Regions from separate parts of the Mus musculus genome. Here region 2 is linked to region 1. A link is a contact called in public promoter capture Hi-C data. All regions are on one chromosome and are shown on one strand. The core of a region is the stretch at or near the end of the contact, and the rest is flanking DNA. Distances in the headings are between cores, read along the strand shown. Region 1 holds the start of Calb2 (calbindin 2). Region 2 holds the start of Hydin (HYDIN, axonemal central pair apparatus protein).

The links. Capture Hi-C pulls out chosen DNA fragments and counts their contacts.
Region 2: a promoter capture Hi-C map of pancreatic islet shows a contact between it and region 1. The contact joins the promoter of Hydin here to the promoter of Calb2 in region 1. A contact is called at or near these places in 9 of 39 promoter capture datasets (cranial neural crest, embryonic stem cells, hippocampal neurons and 3 more), 7 of 484 Hi-C or Micro-C datasets (CD8 T cells, brain, cerebellum and 4 more), 2 of 115 datasets of contacts at active chromatin or transcription factors (both in embryonic stem cells) and 3 of 9 other capture datasets (adipose tissue, liver and pancreatic islet).

The regions. Positions count from the first base shown.
Region 1 is chr8:110,165,507-110,170,615 of GRCm38.p6, reverse strand. It overlaps Calb2 (calbindin 2), which reads left to right and starts at 2,404. Exons shown (of 11, transcript NM_007586.2): 1 at 2,404-2,572. The coding sequence starts at 2,479.
Region 2 is chr8:110,265,720-110,270,989 of GRCm38.p6, reverse strand. It overlaps Hydin (HYDIN, axonemal central pair apparatus protein), which reads right to left and starts at 4,013. Exons shown (of 87, transcript NM_172916.2): 1 at 3,959-4,013; 2 at 3,540-3,721. The coding sequence starts at 3,654. Gm26832 (a long non-coding RNA gene) reads left to right here and starts at 3,968. Exons shown (of 5, transcript XR_879191.3): 1 at 3,968-4,106; 2 at 5,040-5,193.

The DNA of each region.
Region 1 (5,109 bases), core at 1,155-3,654:
TTTTGCAGGACTGAATTTGAGTATAAAGGAGCTTGTTTAAACCCTTTGGTCCCCCATGAGGGCACACGACCGAGACAAGCAAAAATGGCCCCCAGAAACAGACTCTCTTGGTGCCTCCAAAGTGAACAATGGAGACTGTCCCGATGCATCATTTGGGGTCCACAGTGGTCAGTCCTTTGTAGTCATACCCGGAGCCATCTTCCCCTGGCTTCAGCAGCCCTGGGAAGGAAGACTCGGGCACTGCCTTGGATGTTTACAGACCCAGCAAACAGCTTCTGCCTGCATACCCAGGCTGGGAGGGAGCCAGAGGCAACTCCAAGGAACCCCGAGGGCAGATGCTAGAGCCAGGAGGTCTGAGGCTAGTCCCTTGGGTGCCTAGGAGTTTAAAAGCTGGTATTCTGGAAACATCACCTATCTCATCTGCCCCTGGACCTCACCCTGGCATTCGCCCTTCTAGGAAGCAGTAGCAACTTCGGGGTGGGGTGGGGGTTGCAGAAAGCTAAGAGTTTGAATCTGGAACAGACTCCAAAGGCTTCCGTGTTAAAGGCTTGGCTTCTAGTGGGCCGGGTGTTCAGAGGTGGGATTTGGGGAAGGGAAAGTGGATGGATGGTTAGGGCTTTGACTTCCTCTCTGGATCAATCCATTGACAGGTCCATAACTGAATACACTGAAGGAGATAGGACTAACTGGGAGGTAACAAGTCATTCGAATGTCCATGGAGGCTGTGTCTTGTTCTCTTGTCTTCCTCCTCTCCTTTCAACTCCCTCCCTCTTTTTCACTTCCTGGCCACAAGATAAGGAGCCTTCTCCCCCCCACAGGCCCCCACCATGACATTCTGCCTATGACAGCTCCCTTGAACAATGAACCAAATTTGCCCACAGACTGAAACCTCTAATAAACATTTTTACTCCTTGAACTCGACCTCCTCTGGTATTTTACCATGGCGATGGAAAGCTGACCAGTGCTCCCTCTGATCAAGGAATCCTTTCCAAGCTCACCAGAGAGCACAAGCATAAAGGACAGGAACACAGACTCATGTAATCCCCAGAACAATCCAAGATGTCAATACCCACACACCCATTTTACAGACTCGGAAAGCCAAGGCACAGACAGGCTGTGTAAGCCAAACAACGTTGTGGAGGTTTTGTTGTTGTTTGTTTAGGAACTAGACCCGAGGAGTTTGATTCTATTGCAACTGTTCTTTAGGACTGAGCCTTCTTGCCTTCTCGAAGGCAAGACTCAGGCTGGGGGACTCTAGCTTAGTAATTTCTCAGCCCTGGCAGCAAGGAATGCTGGGTTACAGAAGCCCCAACAGTTAGCCTATTTTGCTGCGTCTTTCCCAGTCTGTTCTTGTAAACAACCTCAAACTGTGTGCCTGGGCAACACACCAGCAGTTTTGAAACTTGGGCTCCATGTTGCCCTTTGAGGTTAGCTCCGAGCTACCTCAACCTGACCCCAGGAAACAGCCTGCTCTTCTCCGCTCCCCCCCCTCCCCCCCACCCCACCCCGGGTTCTCCTCTCCCCTAGCGACCTGCTTTAGATTCTCACCTCCTTCTCTTTTGCTCTCCCTTCGAAGGCAGCTCAGCTAACACTCATTAGCACATGTTAATGAGCAGCAATTCAAGTCTCTGTCCTTCTTTTTAGGGGCAGGGTGCTTGCTGTTGCTCTGAAGGTAAGGTGTCCAAGAAGCAAGCACACACTGCAGACCTTTAGAGTAGGGAGGATATGGGACGGAGGCTGGCTCTCTGATTGAGGAGACCCCACGGTGTGCTGTGCTTGCTGTCTGTTTTCTTTAACAGAAGTTCAGCACATCTTTGGGTCAGAGTTTACCGCCATCTACCTACGGGACTACGGGAGGCTCCAGTCTGCTACTACCTGGATAAAGGTCTAAAAGTCTGCAGGATGTGACAGATACCGGAGGGAAGTGGGTTACTGAACAGTGGAGTAGTTCCTCCATTCCCATCTGAATCCTCATTGCACCTTGTCGATTCCAGTTGTCCACCTACGGTAAAACCTTGAGAACCCTGCTTTCCTGCAATCCTGGTACCCCTCGAGGGAGTCACAGGACAGGAAGAGTTCTGGGCTCAAATCTTAGCTTTGCTACTTGTTAATAATGCTATTGCTGCGACTAGAAACTGGGTGTGCTCAAGATGGACAGAGGGAAGGGAAGGCAGGAGCTGCCTCTCCCCATTTCCAGCTAAATACCTGCGGTGTCCCCGGAGGGCACCCAGAAGTCTCATTGAACACTCTCTCCCGGTCCCCAGGAACCCTGGCAGAGAAGAGCCCCCGCCCGTGCAGCGCCGCGCCCTGCGCGATTCCCTGAGTGTGCGCGCCCCCTTCCGGCGGCCCGACGCGGCGCAGCTCCGGGCTGCATATAAAGGCAGCGTGGCGCGCAGCCCCAGCGCGAGAACCAGAGCCAAGCGGCACCGAGTGACAGCGCGCTGAGAGAGAGGCTTAAGATCTCCGGAGCGGCTCGCCATGGCTGGCCCGCAGCAGCAGCCCCCTTACCTGCACCTGGCCGAGCTGACTGCATCCCAGTTCCTGGAAATCTGGAAGCACTTTGATGCTGACGGTCAGTAAAGCTCCCAACTTCTGGGCCCCTTGACCCTCGGGGACCTGAGCTTGGCAAAGGGGTCAGGGGCATGGCTCAATGCGGGTAGGTATGCTTCGCCCCCAAGTGGTTTGTTCTGTGGCAGAGCCTGCTGGGGTCTTGAGTTCGGGGAAATGCCCGGCTGCCCTGGTGGCAACTGTCAGTAAGTTTTCCCAATGCAGGGTGGCCAGGGCCCAGGTTCTGAGCAAGTCTGAGCGTTCCCAGAGAGGAGGCCTAGGCAAAAAAAGGCTCCCATGACACATTCCCCTGCCTCCTTCCTCACCTTTTCCTTCAAGCTAACGCCCTGCTTCCAGTCCCGTAGCCACAGGTCTCCAAACCTCACTCTCCCTTCTTGCTTCTTACCCCCATCACCAGTTTCAGAGGCTCGAGAAAGCTGAGCGTCCTGAAGGGAACCTGGGGGGAGGGGGCGGCTCCCCTAGCCTGGTTGGCCAGGAGCAGGAGTAGAGGATGCATTGGGGGCTTTTTTTTTTTTTTAAACAAACCAAGGCTTTCTTTATCTATTTTTTTTTAAAACCCTACCAGTATGTGGGTTTCCCAACTACAGCAGCAGCGGATGTGGTGGGAGGGTCCTGGTATTAGCCCCCAGCCTGCTACCTGGTAATATAGATTCCTGGGTACCCTGTGAGTCTGTAGATGGGGGTGGAGGGGAGTGGTGTCACACTCCAGTGACCAACACTCCACTACATGGTCTTGACAATGACCAACCCAAAAAGTGAGGTCCAGGTGAATGGTTTTGGAGGTGGCTTCCAGACCTGGGATTCTAAGTGTCTACAGTCTTATCTGACTCAAATATAAAAGAGCACACACACCACCCCGTCCCTCACCTCTCCTCTGTTCCCACCCCCCAGCTTCTGATATTGCCCGAGACTTTTCTATCACTCAAGAAAAGAAAAGGAAAAAAAAAATTCAATTCACCCTCCAACGCCTGGCTAAGATGAACACCCAGAATGCACTGGCATCTCAGACCTGTTGGCAGGGTGGTGGCTCAGTGGCCCTGTTTATCCCGGGACTGAGAGGGAGGGGGCAGGGAATAGTCTTATCGGTTAGCAACTCCCTACATTCTCTCCTTCCTCTCCGAATCCCCTTGGTAAGGTATGAAAGTGGGTGCACAGAGGTCCTCTGCTCCCAGTGTCTGCCTTGGCAAGGAAAGGGTTAGTGTCTGAGGATGCCAGTGGGTGAAGTTTCCTTGGAGGCAACTGAGAAAGCTGGAGGGGTTGAGGACTAGGTATCTGGATACTGGGGGGTGGGGGTGGGTGGGGGGGATGGTGATCTGCCCGAGAACTACTGATACTGAAGGTGGTGCCTCAGTTTCTCAGTCTGAAAAATGGGGCCAAGGAGAGGCTGCCTTTCCACTTCCCTGCTTCTGGTGCCCAGCTCCCTGATGGAAGGGGCTCTGACAGCAGCCTCACGGCCTCTCATCACTGCGTTGCACACGGGACATGCTTTGGCCAGTGTATCTGCACCAGAGACTTGGCGCGAGGCAAGGAAAGTTACCAAGCTGTCAGGGTTATACCACTGGCCTCCTGCTACATGAGTCAGCTAGAAACAGCCGACTCCACGTCTACTTTTCCCTGGGGGCCATCAGTGATCCTTTCAGTCATTATGAAAACCTTATATTTAGTCTGTTCTGAGATACCGAGTTTTCTAAAAGAAAAACAAACAATTGCACCCTTTTGGTCCCACCCTGAGATGCTTCCTGGCAGAGTCCCCTTGTGCAGTTGAAGATGATGCAGGACTTGGGTGGTGGTGGTGGCTCCCAGCTGGGGCTAGCGTCCATTCAAGTGGACTCCTACTAGGATAGAAAGAGGGTTTTTTTTTCTAGGACTAGCCCACAAAAGATCCTCAGCCCTGCTTTGGAGGTGGGGGGTAATTCCTTTTTATCCCAGAAAGGGACCCCTGCATACACACCCTCAAGGAAGTCCCAAAGTGGGCCCAGAACTGAAATCGATATGAAACGAAAGGGCATAGATGGAGAAACTGGGATTCCACTGAGGGATCTAGAAATAAGCCTGGGACTGCCTTTCTCGGTACCTTGGTGGCTGGCCCTCACCTTGGCCTCTTGAACACCCCAAGGCTGCAGATGAGCCCAGCCCCTCATCACCTGCCCTACTCTGGCTCTGTCTGAGCCTCTCTCTCTTTTTTTTCTCTTGTCCTGGCTTCTGTTTGCAACGTAGGGATCTGTTGTAGGTTTGTTACTCCACTACCTTAAAAACCTCTGGGAGACTCTCCACAGCTCCCAGAGTCCCTGGAGGAAGCTCACTGGAGCCCAGTTAATCATAGGCACCAGGGAGAGGAGCCACCTCGCTCCTGGACTCTTGTAAACAAAGGAGACTTTAGAAAAGATCTTGGTCCAGTGAGAGGAGAGCTGGGGCTGGGTGTGGTGACCCTTACTCAGCCCCTTTCAAGTCAGAAAGAAGAGGTGCTACCTAGTCCTTCCATTCGAAAAGACTGTACTCAAAGAGGTCACTAGCAGTGGGGATGGAGAGCAGGTATTTGAA
Region 2 (5,270 bases), core at 2,764-5,263, 99 kb before region 1:
CCAGCCAGCCAAACTTCCCTGTCCCATCCCCAGCCATATGGAGTACATGATGCCCGCCTTGAGATAACCATACAAATGAGTGCAGTGCATGATCCTGGCTCCTGCGGGCACAGACCCAGGCAGGGCTGTTGGAAACCCTTCCTACAGGGCTCTTGGCTATGACACAAGAATGGCCCTGGAACCATTTCAGCCTTGCCTGGGTGAGGAGCACTTCCTATCATGAGGGCTACCGTGTCAGGTTGCTAAGAGATAAGGCCGCTGTTGGTCCCAAACCTAAGTCTTGTTATGGTTGGTGCTAAAAAGCAAGGCTGGTAGTTGATATAAGTGTGGTTGATAAAATAAACCAATGGTCCAAACAAGATGGCTGTGATTAGTCTGAACACCCCTTCCCTGGCTGTATTAGTTTAGGTTCATCCTGGGAGTTGGTTGGATACACAATCACACACACACACACACACACACACACACACACACTCACACACACACACACACACTCACACACACAGTCTAGAAAAATTCTGAACCAAAATTCTATTTACATATATCAATATGTAAAATCATATTCTTATGAGTCTATTAAAAAAGAAAGTAAATAAAATGTGGGCCAATCATATGAAGCAAAGGAGGTCAGTGAACATCTTTATCAGCGGTTTAACAGCAGGTAAGTGGATGTTGTTCAGTGTCGTAGGCCTCGAAGAATGCCAACTGGAACTAGAACAGGAGAATTGATGAGGTGGATCAGCCAGGTAGAGCCATGGGAGCCTGAGTATCTGGGTTTAGTGCCCAGCAGCCAAGGCAGAAGACCAGAAGTGACTCCTGAAAGCTCTTGTCTGGCCTCCACGCACATGCTGTGGTGTGCATGCATGTCACACCTGCAGGGATGGCTGAAAGTAACCAAATCATCCCGGCCCTCAAGGCTGTAGAACACATGAACCTCAAACTCTATACTGATGTAAATGCAAAACGGTATGCTCACTTTAAGAGCCACACGGCTAGAGACCTTGTAAAATTGACATATTTACAGTATAACCCAGAAACCCTCCAATTATTTACTAAAACATTAATAATATGCAGCAACCCAGAGACCTATGGATGACTGATTGTGACAGACTCACGTAAGTGAGTGATCATAATGGTCAGATACCTGGAGCAAACCAAATGCCCATCACCTGGTGGTATATCCAATCCAACAGAGCAGTATTCAGCAATAAAAAGGAATAGCCTACTGTTACAACAACGTGGGTAAACCTCAGACACAGTGCGCTAAATGAAGCAAATCAGACAGAAGGTTTTACATATTTTATGATTCCATTATTCGGAGAGTACAGAATCAGAAATCAGATCATTGTCACAAAGAGGGCCAACTAGAACAAGACACAAGAGAACTGTCTGAGCTACTAGAAATAATTCTATATACTTACTGTGGTGGGTTGAGTTGTCACACAGACCTTATCTTTTTGAAACCAGCTTATGGAATTGTACAGACAAATGGCAGACGTTTTAAGAGTACAAGCTATGTGTCAATAAACCTGGTTTTAAAAGTGTGTGACATAATTACTAGTGTTTTATAGGCCCACAAAGAACAGTTATCATTTATGGGTTATTTATGTCAAACACAGCTTCCTGGAAAAACAAGAGCAAGAAGAGTGTCCTAGCATGGTTTCTGTGGCTGTGATAAAATATTATCACCCAAAGGAACTTCGGGGGCACAAAGGGTGTATTTGGCCTATAGGCTAAAGTCTGTCATCAAGGAATGCCGGGTAGAGGCTGAAAAGAGGAACCACAGAGAAAGCTGCCAACTGGCTTGCTCAGCTAGCTTTCTTTACAGCCAGGGCCTGCATGACTATTAGGGATAGCACTGCCCACATGGGGATTAGACCCCTCCCACATCAGTGATTAAGAAAATGCCCCACAGGCCAATCTGATCAAGGCAATTCTTCCACCGAGGTTCCCTCTTCTCAGATAAATGAATATCTGTGTCAAATTGACAGCTGAAGCTAGCTATGATCAATGTACAGGGAGGAAATATTAATTTTATCTCAACGCAACATACAGTGAATTAGTATCCTGCGTATGGACAATGGCCCCGGTGCACCATTTTCTTTTTCTGATGCTTTGACAATACCATGACCAAAAGCAACTTAGAGGGGGAGGGTTCATTTCAGTTTATAGGTTACAGCCCATCGCTGAGAGAAGTCAGATGGATAATTGAAGGAGAATCCATACAGGAACATTGCTTGCTGGCTCACTGGCAGGCTCATGCCTAGCTAGCTTTCTTATACAGCCCAGGACCCCCTGCCAAGGGAATGGTGCTGCCCACAGTGGGCTCAAGATGATTCCCCACAGATATTCCCACAAGCCAATCGTGAGATTCCCTTCTTAGGTGATTTTAGGCTGTGTCAAGTTGACACTAGAACTAAATGGATATCTAGAAATCAATATGAAAAAGGGCATCTGCATTTTAAAAGGCAGCGGATTCACATTAGAGCCGTTGTCAATAATGAACAGTCAGAGACTACTCTATTGGACTAGCAATCAGGGAAACACAAATAAAGTGATCGCCATTCTTTTCCCATCAGGATAATAAAAGTCTTAAAGAACGGGCATTTCAAGCATTCACCAGTATCCAGGGCAAGCCGCACAAACTGAGACAATGAAGCTCACTATACTCAGGAGTGTTGGAAAACAAAACAGGTAACTTTAAAAATAGTTGGATGGTTGTCGTTGCAGGCCCATTAATGCGTGAGCCTGGGCCCTAAAGCAAGATCAATGGTCCCAATTGTGCTGGTGAACATTAGTGCAGGGACAGCTGTGCAAACTGTAGAAATCACAGGGGTGTGAGTGCGAGATGGTAAGAAGGGAACCTCCCAGCCCCCAGCCAAGCAAGGTGTGATTCCCCACATGAGCGGATGCTCTCCAGGAAGAAACTGATGTGAACTTGGGATCCCCAAAACACAGACGAACAATGACTCAGTGGGTGGGCGCATATACCCTCTAGTGATTTGTGAGGATGACTGGGAAAATGTCTAATACATTTTATAAAATGTCCTTAAGGAGTCCCACATTGAAAGCTTTTTGGTGTTTCTGTGACTGTCTGGGTTTGGAAAAAAAAAAAAAAAAACCAAACAAACTCATTATCCTGCATGAGTTTGGATTTTTTTTTTTTAAACTAGTTTCAAATTTGATCTTAATTAAGGTCTGAGTTCTAACACGGACGCCCGTGACTCCACTGTTTATGCTCGTTTAAAATAGAACTCTTGTTCTACAATCTTCCAGACAAGCTCCAGGTGGTACTAGACATGAAGTGGGGCCCAAGTTGCTTTAAGTAAAGATAAGAGCTAAAACACAATCGTCTAATTAACACTCGGGCGCTTGTAATGTTCCGAAATAAAAAACGAAACAACCCCAAGCAGAATCAGGATTCCAGAAATTGAAGCACACACAGAACCCAGGGCCCCGAGGACAGCACAGACCTACAAAGCGCTGGTCCCCAGCTCCAATCCTGGGGCACTCTCTGAGCCCTAATTGCGCACACTCACAGAGAGGCACAGAGGCGGTTAACTGTTGCAGTCTTGCTTCAGGGTCGCATAAGAAGAGCACGTTTGGGATTTTTTCCTTTATATAATTAGCCACACATTTGATCTTCAGGGTCATTTTGAGAACGGGGCAGGAACAGCTGAAGGAAGGGCATGGGACCTGCCATCCATTTTCCTAGGGAAGACTGAAAGCGATTTGCCCAAAGCTGAAGTTAGAAGCGAGCTTCCAGGCGGGAATCCCAAGTACAGAAATCCAAGATCCCCTAAATTCAGTGGGGTGAACAGTAGGGGCCATCTCATCAGTCCCCATAAGCTCACTCTTTCACCCTGAGACCATTGAGAGATCCGGTAACCTCTGTACACTCAGAATCCCAGGGCAAACTCCACACCGCGCTCCCTGACGAAACTGGGTTTCAACTCACAGTCTCTGCACTTTTTGCGCGCCACTTTTTGCTGCACTGCCGAGTCCATCTTGTTACCATCTGTTGCCACAGCAACCGCAGAGTGTGGCTCACACTCTAGTAAGAGGAACGATGATTGGAGGAGGCGGGCGTCCCTAGCAACCGCCAGGTAATGAACCAACAGATTTCCTTTACAGTTTCCTGACCCACAAGCTTCTCTCCCACCCCAACGCCTTCCTTAGCCAGACCTTTCCTGGGTCTTCAAAGCCACTTCACACATGATCTCCGCGAACACCTGCCTCTTGGTGATTCAATCGGGATCCCCATTTCCACAGGAATGTTTAGCCTGTGGTCCTTTGACTTCCTCCAGGGGTCCAGAAATGCCCTTCAGTTAAGTGCTGAAGGAACTGAAAGCAATTCCTAGGACACTGGATGCCCATAGCATCCCCAAAGAGTAACTTTTAGATGGATTAGCCCGTCTTTCTTTTAGGAGACAGAAAATAAAGTGGTGTTCTTCCCAGAGTTCGTTTACAAGTATTTAAATCAGCCCTTAAAACACCTCCCAAAGATTTTTACTAGTGATCTTTCTTTACTCATTCGGAAAAAAAATTTAAAAATTAAAAAAAAAAAACCCACATAGCTAATGATCAGTGATTATTGGCCAAATATTAGTCACCAAGGGAATATTCTAGGCACTAAAAGATTCCAACTGCCAAGAGGGCTTCACCAAGAGTTTACCTCCGGTATGCACACGGTCATAGATGGTGTTATGCATGTTGTCAACAGAGTTATGGCGGGGGAGAGGGGGACGTGGAGCTGGACAGGGTTGTCAGGGATGGCTCTTTTGAGAAGACAGCCCAGAAGCTGAAACACTGGAAGATAAAAGTGACTGGCGGGCCAAAGAGAGAGCAGGGCACAGCAGAAACAGGAAGTTAAGGGCAGAGCTGAGATTGAGTTAGTCCCTTCAGCAGAGGGGGCGGGGAGGACTGTGATGAGATATAAGGAGATGGCTCTTTGCAGAACTGGCCCCTCCTCCTCCAGTACCCAGTGCTCCTGTCCCCTGTCACACCCTATCATGTCACCCAATTTATTTCCTTCACAGACCTTCGTTAGCTTCTTTTCGCCCTGTGGGCTCCATCAACACAGACTGCATTATTTCCATCCCTGCACTTAAAATAGTAACCGGTCTGAGACGAACACCGCATAAATACTTGTTGGCTGCATGAAGTGGCACACCGCAATACCAGGAACCAGGGGTAACTGTGGGGGTGTGAAAGAGAGTTAAGACAGAAAAGCTTCTGTCTTCAGGGACTTTGGATGCCTGTGGAAGAAA